Linked DNA regions of Mus musculus: region 2 is linked to region 1. The links are chromatin contacts, called in public Hi-C maps. All regions are on one chromosome and are shown on one strand. The core of a region is the stretch at or near the end of the contact, and the rest is flanking DNA. Distances in the headings are between cores, read along the strand shown. Region 1 overlaps Jak2 (Janus kinase 2). Region 2 has its middle 21 kb from the start of A930007I19Rik.

Evidence for each region. A called contact is a pair of places that touch in the nucleus more often than the background predicts.
Region 2: a Hi-C map of liver shows a contact between it and region 1, with 2.3 times the contacts expected there. A contact is called at or near these places in 3 of 39 promoter capture datasets (the C10 cell line, the HPC-7 cell line and HPC-7-derived erythroid cells), 9 of 484 Hi-C or Micro-C datasets (the G1E-ER4 cell line, Th1 cells, bone marrow-derived macrophages and 5 more), 2 of 130 datasets of targeted methods (pro-B cells and stem cell-derived neural progenitor cells) and 3 of 9 other capture datasets (adipose tissue, liver and pancreatic islet).

The regions. Positions count from the first base shown.
Region 1 is chr19:29,283,538-29,287,820 of GRCm38.p6, reverse strand. Jak2 (Janus kinase 2) reads right to left here. Exons shown (of 25, transcript NM_008413.4): 8 at 4,160-4,279; 9 at 2,827-2,984; 10 at 1,409-1,520. Among named protein-coding and RNA genes, the nearest start is that of Jak2, 34 kb to the right of the region's middle.
Region 2 is chr19:29,498,901-29,503,183 of GRCm38.p6, reverse strand. No RefSeq gene overlaps it. Among named protein-coding and RNA genes, the nearest start is that of A930007I19Rik, 21 kb to the left of the region's middle.

The sequences.
Region 1 (4,283 bases), core at 1,036-3,535:
ACAGCCAACAGAATATTTCGATGATGAAGCTATAAATCCTTAGGCAGTGCCTCTGGAAGGCGTTCGATCAGTGCCACATCCTACAAAAGAGCTCAGTAACTGATTTCAAGTGTAACAGCGTCCCTTGTCTAGCGCTGGTGCAGCATATGGACCTTCGCGAGTTCACCGCTTCCCCCACCTCTATTCTGCCCATCAGCACACACCCTGATGTGACTGTATCCATCCCTTAGCTCACTGCAGTGATAACATACTTTACTGGTGAGGCCCTCCCTAACAGGACTGACTCTGCTCCACAAGCAAAGACTATGCATTGCATTCTATACTATTCTATCTTTGTAATTATCTCTACTATGACGTTGTTTAGTTCTATCTTAAAAACATTTGTCTTAATGTAATAAACAATGAACTACTTCATTTATCTTAATAATTTGACCTGCTTTATTACTGTATTCCTCCAGCCTGGAGCAATTTATAAAATTACTTTTAATGCCTCAAGGCAATTGCATGGCTTCTATATTTTAAAACATCTTTCTGAATAAATACTATATTTTCCAATATTGTCTATTTCTGCCTATACTAATCACAAAGCTTAACTGAGTATGTTAAGTATACTTTAAAATTTTTGTTTTCCAACAGATTTTTGAAACATAGGTTTCTATCATACATTCTCTAATTTCTCATCACACCTATTAGGCCCAGTGATTGACAAACATTTGAGCATGGTGAGTAAGTTATGTAATGGTGAAGGGACGAGGTACATACACCTGCTGCCCTTATACTCAGTTCCTTCACTACATGTGCTGAGTGCTACGTAGGTGCTTTTAGGAAATAATTGAATAACATCTTTACCTTCTATATTTTTATAAAATAAATCTAGATGTTGCTACAAATCCTCTCAAGATTTAGAGCATGTAGCTGCATATATTTTAAAGATAAATATGGATAAACAATCTTCGATGAGATCCAAATTCACGTGCATTTAACAGTGAGTGTCCAGTGCACTCTTATATGCAATCATGTCCCTGGTGCTCTGAATGTCGCAGTTAGTAACCTATTCTAGAATCAGGAAATGTTCTTGTCACTTATTTTCCTCTAAACGATTTGGTAAATATTTTTGGTTGTTGTAAGTAGACTTGAGTATACTTAACGAAATAACCACTTGACACATGGCTAATACTCAAACATCAAAAAATAAAATAAACGTCAAAAACAAAGGCATTATAGTTATTTATGTATTTACATTAACTTTATGAATTATTTATTTTATGACATTTTAAGATATGCCAAGTATGACTATGCCAATTACCATCTCAAGAACTATAATTCTTAATATTAAAAATAAAATACTTCTTGACGGAGAAAGACAGATTACACAACATGTTGCTATTAATAAATGTGACCTACTAACCTCAACAGCAAAGGTCAGAAAGTATTTGTTGAAGTCCTTAGGGCTGCATCGTAGCACATATAGTCCAGTCTGGTTACCCGCCTTCTTTAGTTTGCTAATGGCAAAATCCATTCTACAAGTCAAGGAGAAATCATATGAATGGCAGCTTGCACATGTGACTGACAGCCACAGCAACCAAATAAAAATCACGCCTCAGAACACTCCCTACTATATATAGCTACAAAATTTGTTTTCAAGAGAAATAAGTGTATCGAGTTATTTTGTAGTGAGTTCAAACCAATTCAAGGAATAATTATATTATTTTAAGACACTACGAAACAATAAAGCCACGAGGAAAATTCATTCATTTTGATGTTCTGCTTTTTACAAATTGAATAATTTAAAAAATATACTCCCATAAAATCTCTCATGTCTCTTCTATCCCAGAAATACTAATACAAAATCATCTTTCTATATTTACAACAGTATCAAATCTAACCGAAGATCTGCAGTGACTGGAAAATACCAGTCCAAAAATGTCCTATGTGCCAAAAGAATTAGTATGTGCATAAATTTCAAAGACGCAGCACTGGAGAGCAGGATGTAATTTACACAACAATAGGAGGCCTGCAAAGGTGCTGGGTGGTCATAAGGTCCCTGCCCTGCTGAGAACAGCCAAGAGCCACCTGGAAACAGGGAGTCTCAACTGAAAGACTGCTCAGATTAGACTGGCCTGTGGCCGCGTCTGGGGGATTATCTTGACTGTTAAGGGATGTGGGAGGGTGCTGCCTACGATGCTTTCCTTAGGCAGGCTGCCCATAAACAAGGAGAGTGAGAAAGGAAGCAGGGTTTGCGTGGTTTCTGCCTCGGTTCTTGTTTGAGCTCCTGCTCTGGCACCCTCTATGATGGACTGTGACCTGGACTGTGAGCCAATTAAAAGGCCGTTTCTCTTCATGTTGCTTCTGCTCAGCAACAGAAAGCAAACTAGAACAGTAATTCGTAGCCTTGGGTATTGAAAGGTAAAGAAATGAAAATACAATTAAGTATAAATCCAGACTATATTTAATTAGAATGTCCAAACAGTGAACCTTTTCGGCACTGTGTAAAGTTCCCCTGCACAGTACTGACCTAGAAACATGGGTATTAAGCACACTTTGTAGAACATTTCCCTCTGAAAAATGTACTCTGGTGACCAGGACAGCGTGTCAATGTCTTCCTTACAACTGTCTTGTTGCTTTGAGGAAAGGTCTCTCACTGAGCCAGCAGCACTCAGCTGTCTGTCTGGCCTGAAGCTCTCGGGATGTGCCTGACTGTCTCATCTGTTAGATCGGCTATGTTCAGTCTTGTACTGGAGTGCCTGGAATTCGGACTTCCACAGTCCTTATGCTAACCTACCAGCCAGCTCCTAGAACTGTCCTGTGAAATGTGGCATTACTCACGATATTGGGCCGTGGCAGTTGCTGTGTATGTTCTCGAGCACAGCTGGGGGAGCCACCTCTTTGCAGAGGTAATGGTGCGCATCCGCAGTTAGTCTGTAATACCCGTCAATTAATGACACGAATGACAAGGCTTCTTTTAATGAGCTAAGTTCTATCTCCTAATCAGAAAAGAAAAAGAAAACCATGGAATTAAAAAACCAATTAAATTCTAATGTTGGAAATTCTCTATACTCTATTCTGGTTAATTTCCTCTAAATTGTTCAAATATTTTGTATAACTTCCAGTTAGTTCCCTAGCATGATTTAACAAATCCTTCTATCTGATATGTAAGACCCTCCCAAACACAGGCTTAGCTCACCTTCCCAGTTAGTCACTAACCATTCATAACTATACACTTCAATGACCCTGAGAGAGTTAGTCAGAATCTAATACATACATAAAAGTTGAGATTAATTATAAATACAAACATTTATTTTTATATACTGCTCAGACTAAACTACATGTGTTAGGATATGGAAGTATGCTGAGATTTTTTTTTATTAAAATATATACATATGAACATATAATCAAAAATGTGTCACTTTATCTAATAGAAAAGCACACATACTTAAAAAGTACTTATTTTCCATTTATCAAAATAATCAATGTAATTGAATGCTTTTTAAAAAAGCCCTATTTATAGCAGCAAGAAAAATGCCCTATGTTGAATTAAACTTAACCAAAAAATTGAAAATGATTGTTAAAAGTTTCAAAATACTCTTGTACAATGTAACACATTATCTGCATACACAGAAAATGAATTATGTTCTTGGATAAGGAAATTCAAGATTATAAAAATATAAAAATATCTCCTAAAGTGGGCACAATGGCATATGCCTTTAAGCCCAGCACTTGGGAGGGAGATCTCTGTGAATTCAAGGCCAGTCTGGTTTACAGGACAACCAAAGCCACATAGTGAGACCCTGTCTCGTGAAAAACAAAAACAAAACAAGCACAGAAATTCCAAATTAATTTCTAAATTGCACAGTCTCCAAGAGAAGGCCAACAGATACTCCAGTTGATACACATGGGAAAACCAGACAAACATGGGACTCTGAACACCAGCGGAGTGGACATCAGAGAAGTGATGACTCACGCATCAGAGAAGGATGCATCCTCCTGCCTTTCCTCTAGTTCCCAGATTGCATACAATAAAGGGTTTGCTGGGCTGGCACTCTTTAGAGCATACTTACGGCTATAATCAAAATACTTAAGTAACTTTGATACTAAGACTCTATTGTACTTCTGAAAATTTCTAAAATGGAAACATTACTAATGTATAATACAAACTTACCAAAACTTTACCATCTTGTTTATGGACAGTTACAATTCTACTTTCATTTGAGCATTCCTGGTTTGCTTGCTTAATACTGACATCAATAATATCAGGGAAATCACAATATAACTGTACGTCCTGT
Region 2 (4,283 bases), core at 599-3,098, 220 kb before region 1:
TGCAGCCTGCCTTTGGTGCAGGTTTATAAATACGGCTCGAATTTCATTCTTCTACGTGTGGACATCCAGTTCTTCCCACACTTTTTGTTGAATGAGCTGTTTTTTTTCTCCAGTGTGCATTTTTGGCATCTTGGCCGAATATGAGATGGCTGTTATTATGTGCGTTTGTATTGTATTTGGGTCTTTTTCCCCCCCATTAGTCTACATGTCTGTTTTTGTGCCAGTACCATATTGTTTTTATTTCTATATCTCTGTAATATATAGCTCGATATATTAATAAAATATCTTTTGGCTATTTTCCTTTTTCCATGAACTGCTTGTTCAGTTCATCAGCCCATTTACTAATTTGCAATTAGTCTTATGAGGTGTTTAATTTTTGCTGTTTTTGTGTATTCTAGATTTACATTTATAGCTGGCAAAGATTTCCCCCCATTTTTCAAGCTGTTTCCTTATGTTGGTCACACTTCCTATTTTGAAGAGTTTAATTTATATCTCACATAAATATTATACTTTTAACTGCTAAAAATTGGTAGGTTAAAATGAATAGTTTAAACTTGGCATAATATATTCTAGATAATATATTATAAGCATTAATATTATATGATATTATATGGTAATTATTACCATTATGATAATGGTTCTGTAATCCCAGAACTCAAGATATCTGAGGCAAGAATGACTTTCAGGCTAGCTTGGGCTACATAGTGAGCCCCTATGTAAAAACAAAAAAAAAATTTTTTTTTTCTATTATAAAAAAAGAATTATAGAAGTCATTGTTAAAGTTATCAGAGACTCTAACGTTGGGAATGAGAATGGAGCAAGTCTTAGAGGAGATAACTCTGAGTCAGGCCCTGGAATATGGGTAGACCTGTGATGGCAGAAGAGGAGGCAGGGTGCAAAGTGTGCAATCAGGAGCAGGAACACGGAGCTCGAACATCCTTTACACGGGCCTAGTTGCACCTCCTAGTCGCAGGTGCGTACCTCACCTCAGGGCCCTCAGTAGCACAAGCAAGGGCTCCTGGTCGCTGTGCCCATTAATGCTTTAAACAGCCCCTCCACAAATCAGTGAGAACGACATCTCTGGCAGAAGCTTGTCCGCGTGAGTGTTTTGCAGCCAGGATTGAGATGCTCTGTATTAAGAACACGTAAGTGGGGAGGGACAAACTCAGAAGCCGCTCACAGAATCTTTAGTGGGGTAGGGGTGGGGGGTGTCACAGGCGGTATTTACCTTAGAAGCAGTTTGAAAGATATTCTCCCAGAAAAATCATAATAATGAATCAATCTAAAAATGAATGTAGATAATTTCCCACTATTGTTCTAAAAGAAAAAAAAACTCCAAATATTTTAAGTTTCAAAATATATCCCCCTTTTATGGAAGATCATTCCCAATTGAGTCTGATTGACAGTGAAAACCGCTTACCTGCCAGGAGGCTTGGAGGCAGTAGGGCTAGCATGTGAAGCTCCTCCTGGACGCTAGGTGGCGCCGTGGACTGAGACTTGGTGAAACGAGCTTCAGAGACAAGTTAGACTGGGAGAAAGGTCTTGGAAACTTATTTCTCCAACCCTTCATTTGGAGGGTTTTAAATTTTATTATTATATTAGTTATTATTAATTGTTAATATTTAATGATTATCATTATTGTTATTACTATTACTGTGTGTGGACGAAAGTTGTCTCCTTTTCATATGTTTCATATTTGTGTGGTTAAACTCAGAGAAACTCCTCAGAGCTACAGAGAAAGCAATGGCGACTGTTCCCTGTATGCCCTCCAGAACAGTGCTGCAGCTGCAGGGTCAGCTCCAGGGGCTTAGCGGAAAGGAGGCTGAGACAACCCTTTCTGTTCGGCGACATCAGCAATTTGCCCACTAGGAGGCACTAATAAGCGATTCACAGTCAGGAGAGGGTTGAGTGGGACCCTCTAGCCCACTATCTTCTCAGCTGGAGGAGTGAGGCCACAGTGGCTGGGTTTCTTGTTCTTTCTCACCAACAAAAGCTTTCTTTGAGTGCCGGTTCGCTAATTCCCTCCCCTGCCTCCCTTGTTCCTCAGGACCTCGGACCGCAGCGCTTCTCCTCCGAAGCTTGCTCGCTATGTCCCTGTCTTTTGCTCTTAGCCCTGTCCACACCCTTGGAAAGAATCCTGTGGTTATGCCTCTTGAATATGGCATGGATCTCCTGCCGGGATGCTCCGGGGTTCTGTCTCCTTTCTCACTTCCCTGTTCCACATCCACCCAGTTCTTCTCTCTAAGTAACCGACTCTTTTGGGTTCCCATACTTATAAACATGCAACCGTATAGATAAAGACATGCTCCTTTCAACGATTTACTCAAACTATGGCATACTTGAGTCCTGCACCATGATTTTATTTCCACATAAAATACCCTAAAGATCTCTCTACAGCAGTTCACAGAGATCTTCCTTATGCCAATTTATGGCTGAATTGTATTCGACTTAAGAAGAATACAATTACCTTTTAACCAGCTACTTATCAGTAGAAGTGTAGATTATTTTCAGGTGGCTTCTATTATAAGTGTTGTCATAAGGAATAACATTGTATAAAGGCCATTTGTCCTCTGACCTTTATTGGTCTGAGGAAATATATCAGATTGAGTAAATTGCCTCAGGTTTCTTCTTGGCAAAGCCCATGTCACAATCATTAGAAGTAGGAGGCTGACACCCGTGACCTATATTCTACAGGATATTACCCCACAACATATACTGTCTATTTCCACCATTCCTCCCTCCCCCATTCTTCTTCTCCTCCAGCTTTCTTTTCCTCTTTTAAAAAAAAAAAAGGTTCTGGCTCTGTTGTCCAGTTTAGTCTTGAACCTATGAACCCAGGTGATCTTTCTGCCTCAGCCTTTTCTCCAAATTGCTTTAGTAATATTGATTAGATTGATTTATCGCAGCGACAGAAAAAGCAAGCAAGGACAGAGAGTGGAAGACTGGGGTTTTGGAGGGGAAGAGGAGAAAGGTGGCCTGTCCCTGAGAAGAGAAAGAGCAGGCAAGCATTCTGTGCAGAGCAAGTCAGGGTAGGGGCAGCGGATTTGAAATGGATTCTGTAAGAGTCGGAGAACTGGTCTCACTTGTCACAGTTCCATACACAGGTTGAGACCTCCAGGAGGAGAACAGAGCCTGTGGGGGCCTGGCCCTGAGTGCTGTGGACCCAAACACAGCAGCAAGATTCCTTATGTAGGCCTGCGAACAAAAGAAGGACTCTCCTGAGAGTGTCTCAGAATTCTGCCAAGATAAAAGGGTCCCATCAGACATCGAAGGACAAGCAGATAGCAGCACAGCAGCGAAGAGGCCAAAGACCAGACATGCCTCCGTTTTTAAGCTACTGTGTGAGCCTGATGCCCTAGAATTATGGAGTGGGTGAGTAATTAAACTTTAAGTAAATGAAAATGTTCACTCTGAGCCATGTGTCTTATCCTAGGAGCCATTTCTACCACACAAACTTCTTTGTTTGTTTGTTTTGTTTTCTTTCCCTTCTCTTCCTTTTCTTCCTCTTCCTCTTCTTCTCATCCTCATCCTTCTTCTCTCTTTCTCTATCTCCCTCTTTGTTCTTCCAAGAAAATGAGCTAAAACTATTTTTTTTCAAGTCACAGATTAGTTGCGCATCATGAGCATGGTATTTCAAAGTGGTTTTCTTGCTTTGTGGGGGGTGGGTTTAGATTTCTGCCACAGCTATACTATCCCAAGGTTCGGTGTTTTCTCATCCACAGGACAGGATTATCAATAGAATGACTTGAAGCCTTCTTTTTTCGTTTTTATAATATTGCTCACACTTTCAGCAAAAGGAAAGGAAACTGATAGTTTATCTGCATCCGCACGCATGTTCTTTCTTAAGATTTATGGTCAGTTGTTTCCTTAAATGCCTACCCATGAAGCATGTGAGTTTCAGCAAGGCTGAGGCCAGATCTTCCTGCATCAGGAGCACATGACATGTCTTTGAGGCTGATCGTGTGAACTTGATACTCAGACCTCCTCGATAGAGGCTGGCTGCTGTGGAGGCTGGGGGGACAGGGAAGGCCACAGCCTCAAGATGCTTCATGCTAAGTGAATGGAAAGACCCCCTTCTCCCTGCCAATACACAAGAGCTGGTCTCATCTGGTTCCTTCATGTCGGAAGTGCACAAGGCTTCATGGGCTGATAGCCAGCTTCTCCATGGACTTTGGAAAAGGGAGCTGTCTGAAAAAACACTATTGAATTTAACACTCAATTACTCAAGCAGATATATTGAAGGAGAGTAGCTAGAGATATGATTTTTCCAACTGGGGAAATCA